Regions from separate parts of the Pan troglodytes genome. Here region 1 is linked to region 2. A link is a contact called in public capture Hi-C data. All regions are on one chromosome and are shown on one strand. Each heading gives the region's core, a stretch centred on a gene start, on an enhancer-like site or on the middle of the called end of the contact. The rest is flanking DNA. Distances are from core to core; before and after follow the strand shown.

Evidence for each region. Capture Hi-C pulls out chosen DNA fragments and counts their contacts.
Region 1: a capture Hi-C map of stem cell-derived neural stem cells shows a contact between it and region 2, with 2.6 times the contacts expected there. The contact joins two enhancer-like sites. A contact is called at or near these places in 3 of 7 Hi-C or Micro-C datasets (induced pluripotent stem cells and stem cell-derived neural progenitor cells) and 1 of 1 other capture datasets (stem cell-derived neural stem cells).

The regions. Positions count from the first base shown.
Region 1 is chr7:89,309,442-89,312,888 of NHGRI_mPanTro3-v2.0_pri, forward strand. ZNF704 (zinc finger protein 704) reads right to left here. Exons shown (of 10, transcript XM_063817210.1): 6 at 210-477. Among named protein-coding and RNA genes, the nearest start is that of ZBTB10, 180 kb to the left of the region's middle. Within about 2 kb of position 1,385, at least 1 of the 24 cell types and tissues checked has an H3K27ac peak or open chromatin away from gene starts, as enhancers often do. A contact at or near this core is called in stem cell-derived neural stem cells, where this site is marked.
Region 2 is chr7:89,258,653-89,261,823 of NHGRI_mPanTro3-v2.0_pri, forward strand. No RefSeq gene overlaps it. Among named protein-coding and RNA genes, the nearest start is that of ZBTB10, 130 kb to the left of the region's middle. Within about 2 kb of position 1,594, at least 2 of the 24 cell types and tissues checked have an H3K27ac peak or open chromatin away from gene starts, as enhancers often do. A contact at or near this core is called in stem cell-derived neural stem cells, where this site is marked.

The DNA.
Region 1 (3,447 bases), core at 135-2,634, 51 kb after region 2:
ATCCACAGGCAGCATTGGGCAATCTGAGACTAGACCATAGGACCCTATCTGTGTGAGATCTTAGGCTTTAAAGGGAGAAAAAAACAAAGCTACCGGGCTGCCGTGCGTGATGCTGTTTTTCCACCGAGTTGTTTTTTACTCATAGGCCAGATGGCCCCTGGTTTTGGTCAAGGTCAAAGTGATTGCTCTCACAGTCCCCTGCAAGTCACCTGGTAAGCATGGTCAGTGTGCACGAGGTAGAGGGTGGTGGGAGCTGAGCGGCTCAAGGGCGTCATCAACTTAGTCTCCGTTTTGGCACAAGGAGTTTCTGTTCGGCTTGAATCTGGGATGGGGAAAGTAGGAGGTGAAGCCAGGGACTGGGAAGGTGAGACCGGGGCCAGGCTGCTCAGCCCGTCTGCCACTGAGTCTGTGTTGAGCTTGATCTCAGTGTAGTAAAAGTCCTCTTCTCCATCACTGTAGTCAGAGTCTCCAACGCGCCTAATGCAAAAGAGAGCAAAACAATCATACTAAGCCAATCTGTTTTCTTGCCTTGAAATCTTGCACATGCATTTCCCCTCTGTCTGGAATGCTTTTCCTCCCTCTTGTTTGCCTTGCAAACTCTTCCTTATCCTGCAGCACTCAGTTCAACTGTCCACTTCCAGGGAACCCTTCCTTGATGTCTTAAAGCAATTCATTAATTCATTCACTCATTCAATCAATTATTCAACAATGATTTATTGAGAATCTAGTATGTTCAGGCACTGTTCCAGGGTCTCCTGATAACACAGTGAATAAAATATAGACTCCGCCCTGATGGAACTTATAGTGGGAACTTACAGGCAGACAAGAAACCCCTAAAGAAATAGATATTTATTAAGTGGAAGCTAAATAATGTGTATACATGGACACAGAAAGTGAAATAATAGACATTAGAGACTTCGAAACGGGGAGGGTGGGAGAGAGGTGAGGGATGAGAAATGACTTAAGGGGTCCCACGTTCACTATTTGGATGCTGGTTACACTAAAAGCCCAGGCTTTATCACTGTGCAACACAGCCATGTAACAAAACTGCACTTGTACCCCCCCATTCAATCTCTGAAAACAGAGATTTAAAAAATTAAAAAATAATTTAAAAAATAGATATTTAATATATCAGGTGTTACTAAGTCCCAGAAAGAAAAATTCAACAGCATAACAGTGTTGTTAAGCAGGATTAGTGATGCGGGCACTATTTTAAAGAGAGTGGCCAGAGGAAGCCTCTCTGAGGAGGTGACGTTTGAGTAGAGACCTGCCTGGAGGAAGTGAGGGAGACACCATGTTGGCACCCACAGTGAGAACATACCAGGGAGAAGTGACACACAGCTCTCAAGTGGGCGGGCCTGGCAGAGAGGCCAGAGGCTGGAGCTCGGGACCCCAGGGAGTGATGGGAGGAGTGAGAACAGGGCAGAGGCAAGGTCATCCAGGGCCTGTAGCCCACGGCGATGGCTTTGGCTTGCATTCTGAACGTGGTGGAAGCCACTGGGGGTTTTCAGAACTCTAACTTAATTTTAAAAGGATCACTCTGGATACTGTCTGGGAAATAGAGGACAGGAAGACAAAAGCAAAAGCAGACGCCACCAAGGAGCTGTTGTCAGCAATATTCCAGATGAGCAGGGCAGGCAAGCAGTGCAAGGGCCGAGACGTTAAGTCCTGGGTGTGTTCTGAAGGTTGGGAGTTAGGACTTCACTCCTAACTGTTAGTGCTCTGTGCTCCCTCTGAAGCGTGTTTACTCATCCGTTTTGTTAATCACTGGCTACCTGTCTGTATTTTGTTAAACCTTTTGTCGCTTCACTATGACTGATTCTCTAGGGATGTGTTTTGTTCATCATGTGTCACTCCACACACATCGGTGTATTTGGCAGAGGGTAGGTACCTAGCAAATGTTGCCTGAATGAATGAGTCAATGAATGGAGCTGAGGTTGTTGTGGCACAGTGATTAAGAGAATGGATTCTGAGGTTAGACTTCCTAGGTTCAAACCCTGACTCCTACACATTCTAGTTGTGTGCATGATTTTGGTGGCCTACACATAGCCCCCGTTCCTCAGTTTCTCCACTTATAAAATAGGGATCATTAATTATAGTACCAGATTTTGTGATGATTAAGCTAATAAATATAGGGTGCTTAGAACCAGATCTGACACAATATAAACACTACGTAAAATGCTTATTAAATAAAAACAAAGATGATGTTAGAAGGTCTCAATTTTCACCATCACCAGGAAAAGTAGCTTCTTAGGTGTTTTCAAAGTTCCTCTCCCTGAAACATAGAACATTATACTTTTCCACAGAAAGTTTTGAGTAAAATAAAATAACTCCCCATAATGTCAGAAAATGTTTATTAGATAATTTGTGAGTTTGTAGAGAAGTGGTGCTTCTCTTCTCTAGAAACCTGGCTTTGGGGATGGCTGGGCAGAGGCCACGGGTGTCCCCTCACTGCAGCAGCAGCAGCAGCAGATCCCTGACTCAGAACATACCTTTTCCCCACCAATGAGCCCTGCATAGAATCTAACATAAAATCCATGCCTCACCTCCTCACAGGCCTGTCTTTTTGTTCAAATCAGTGGCTTGTCCCAGCCTAGCTCCATTTCCCCTGAGCTCCCAGGCTGAGGCGCCTGGGGAGGTGTCTTTGCACCGTATCAGGTCTGGCAGGGCTTGGCCTTGTGACCAGCATACCATTAAAGACCCCAGAGAGTGGGAAGAAGAACGAGCATCTGTTCTATTCCTGTCCCCACTTCCTTTCCAGTTAAAGGCAGGTTGAGCTGCTGCTGGCTGCCAAGTGCTGCTAATAGACACATAGGCCTGGGGGACATTGCGTGTCCCACGTGGGGTTAAGTCAGGACCAGCCCCTGGTGTACAAGAATGGAGTGAGATTGAAAAGTGTGTGCTTTTTATACAGGCATGGTGTGTACTGCAGATACATCAGAGGTGACGACATATTTTCTTCTGGCTTTGACATGTTTCCCTCCTCATCCCCTCACCAGCTAATACTCATTAAAAATGCCCCATCATCCTACAGCCATGTAATTGAGTTCATGGATAAAGGCAAAGGTATATTCCCTCTCCCAGTGCATCAGAGAGCACAGGCCCTGGGCTTCATAAGCATAGATTAGCCTCAGAGTCCTGCTAACCCAGGCCCATTCCTGTGCAGTGCCTGGCAGGGCTATGAACCATAATTCACCAGGGAAATTCTAAAAGCACATCAGGAAAAAGGGGATCCCAGGAAAGCAAAGTGGTTGCATTTTAGATTCCACCCACTGTGAGAGCACCCCAGGAACTCACAGGACTAACACGTGATACCAATTCCAGGGTCTATAAATACATATAAACAGCATATGCTTCTGATGGGACCAAACAGGACTCAATTTTCTGGGCAGACAGACTTTAAAACAAATACCCTACCTCCTGGCTCTAGCTTTGGGAAGTTCTTTC
Region 2 (3,171 bases), core at 344-2,843:
GGGACTACAGACATATGCCATCATGTCGGCTGGCAGCAACAATTTTTGTATATCATTCAGAAAATTTTCATACAGAAACTTGCCTATATAGACATCTGTATGTCCCATAGACATTTTTATGCAAATAGGAGCAAACTATATAGACATTAGCTTGCACCTTGCTTTTTTTGTTCAATGATGCATCTTGGAAATCTTTCCAATTTTATTTCTTAACTTTTCCCATTTTATTTCCAGTGAGACATATTTCTCCATGGCAGGAACTTTGTTATAAGTATTTTCTTTTCCTCTTTACCTCACAGTTTCTGAGAGAATACTATTAACATATGAGGTGTTTAAAAACGATTCTGGGGTTGATTAGTTGGAAGGTCAGTCTGTTCCTGGCAAAATGGGAGAAGGAGGAAGGAAAGGTTATAATCACATAGAATAATTTTTATTGTTCATTTCCACAAAAATGAGAATTGGAAAGAGTACATTGGGTCTTGTGTAGTATTTTTCTTAGCCTCTAACTGCTTGAATTTGACAGCAAATGCTTGTATTATTTGGCATGTGGGTTGCCCCAGCTCCTCTCATTTGTCGTTCAGTGGCGAGCTGTGCCTTTGGATCACCAGGTCTTCATAATCTCATATTAATGACTGATGCTCTGTGATAACAGGGCATGAAGGGAGGTTCAGAAGCCAAAGATGGCATTCATATAGGTCTGTTGGTACACACTATACAGGCTTGACAATTGTCCTTCATTTTAAAGGCCGTGTATTAGGATAGTTGAAATCACATAGAGCAGTCTTACTACTTTTTACAGTGCATCCTTCATTGAGCGTTTATAGCCTTGATTTGAGAAAATCTTTTTTGTTACTCAAATATCTATGCATTTTATCATTTAGAAATAATCATACTTAGGGGACTGCATTGTGGTGTAACCTTTCAAACATTTGAAAAGTCCCTTGCATAGTTTTAATAGTGAGTTACTACCATTTCCTACTGAATAAAGGTTAAGTTTCTTAGGTTGGGACATGATCACAGCAAATCTTGAATGTTTATTTGCGTCCAAGGATCCACGTGTCAGCAAAGTAGACTCTCTGTTCCCCAAATGTTTCCTCACTGTCTGGGCCTTTTTTTTCCCCCTTGTTTGCCTGTCTGAAGTTCCACCCATGTCTTAAGGTCCAGCTTCGACGCTACCATTTGGATTCAAGCTCGCGGACTGTGCGGTACGCTGTGTGCAGAGACGCGCCCATAGCTCTGGGGAAACAATATGGATAAGGCACGTTTTCCTCTCTGCCAGCAGCTCTGTGGGTAATGTTGGCCACAGCCAGGTGGGCAGTGCTGCAGCGGAGGCCTCACATGGGCTACAGGAGAAGAGGGAGGGATTGGTTAGTTCTGGAGATTAATTTGTGGTTTCCCAGAGGTGACACTTGAGTTGGTTTTTCAAGAGTCTGAAGACTTATTTGGACAGATGCCAGGAGTGGAAGGATATTCCAGATCTGAACAAAGGCTGTGAGTATGTTCTAGTGACGCTGGCAAATAGCCTGTGTCTAAAGGGTTCGGTGTGTGTGGAAGCGGCTAGAGCTAACCAGGTTTAGGTTCTGAAGAGCCCTGATTGTCTCAGAGCTCAGGAGTTTGGAATGGAAGGCCATGCAAGGAGTCTGTGCAAGGGAGGATTGAATGGATGATGCCTGTCTTCATCAAAGAGGTCAGGCAGGGAGAGAGGAGAGAATTACATGGGTCTCATACACACTGAGTTTAGGGTGCATCAGGGACCTCTCGCTGGTGATTTCTAATAAGATTTGGGAAGCTCAGAGGGGTCAGGAATGGGGCCGTGGGAGTACAAGTTAACAAAAGCATTTTCTCCTTCCCTATGAACAAAACGATCTTGGGTTAACTTTCTAGCCCTGTTATCCTGGAAACCTGCTAGAAGTGCTAGCTGTGTTACCAGGCAACACCGCCGATGCTAAGAATGGCTTGTCATTGGTAAGCTGCATATGGACAGGGAGGACCAGGAGTGAACATGACTGTGCAGGGAGGACGCATAGCTTTGGGCTTACTGGGTGCCCTGACTTGTAATGGGGCATTCTGCTTGCTGGGACCCGAGAGCTGTGGCTCAGTAGAAATAGTTCCTGATGGGTAGGGGCCAGGGAGGCTTCTGCACCCACCTGTATGTTCTCAGGCCCTCATCTCTGACCTGTGACTCAGGCCCTTAAAACTAACCCTTGGACTTCTGGGAGCGCTCCTCCTGGTGTGCTGTTTCCTGCTGCATTCCTCAAGTGAAGCCAGCATTGAGTGAGGCTTCTTGGAGCCTGTAAGTTCTCCTAGCTTAGCCTAAGACTACCAAGAGTGGACATCGCAGGAAATAAGTCAGATTTATTTATATGTGACAGGTAAGATTTCTACTGTTCTAACATATTAAAGAGAATATTCTGACTTCGTGTGATCAACTTGTTCCTCCACTGACCCCCTCCGGTGAGCCAGGCATGTGTCCTTTGTATCTAGCACATCAGTGCCTGTCACATGGCAGGCAATGCTCAGGCAGTAATTGTTGCATAAAAGAGATCAATAAATATTTGTTGATTACTTTCCACATTTCAAGTACTATGCTGGTTTCCAGGATACAAATTCATGTCAATATACAGTATACTCTTTCTCTCAAAGAATTCACATTCTATTAGACAGAAAACAGAATTTGTCACAGCATATGCAAAGGGGAATAATGAATGAATGACTCACACGGTTGATATTATTGTCTTACAGTAGCAAAAATGAACCCTCAGTCAGAACCCATTTTATATAGTATGCCTTTATTACTTCTTTTCAAATTTATATTTACATTATCAGATTTTCCTGTCTCTCTCCCTACCAATGAGTCACTAATTGTCATCATGGTCATCATTTTCATCATCATTGTCGTCATAAGCATTGGCGTCATCACTTGGAGAGCACATATTGCTTGCCAGGGACTGTGCTAAGTGACCTATTGGGATGATCTAGTTGAATCCTCTAACAGCCCTACAAGGTAATTACTAAAATTATCCCCATTTTACAGATAAGAAAACTAAGTTGGTAGAAGCAGGATTCAAAACTGGAAGGCTGACTCCAGAGCCCACTCTCCACCAGCCTGCTGCTTGCTGCCCTCACCTCGGGTATTTAGGTGGCCTGTGAAATGAAGCCTAGGCATTTGTG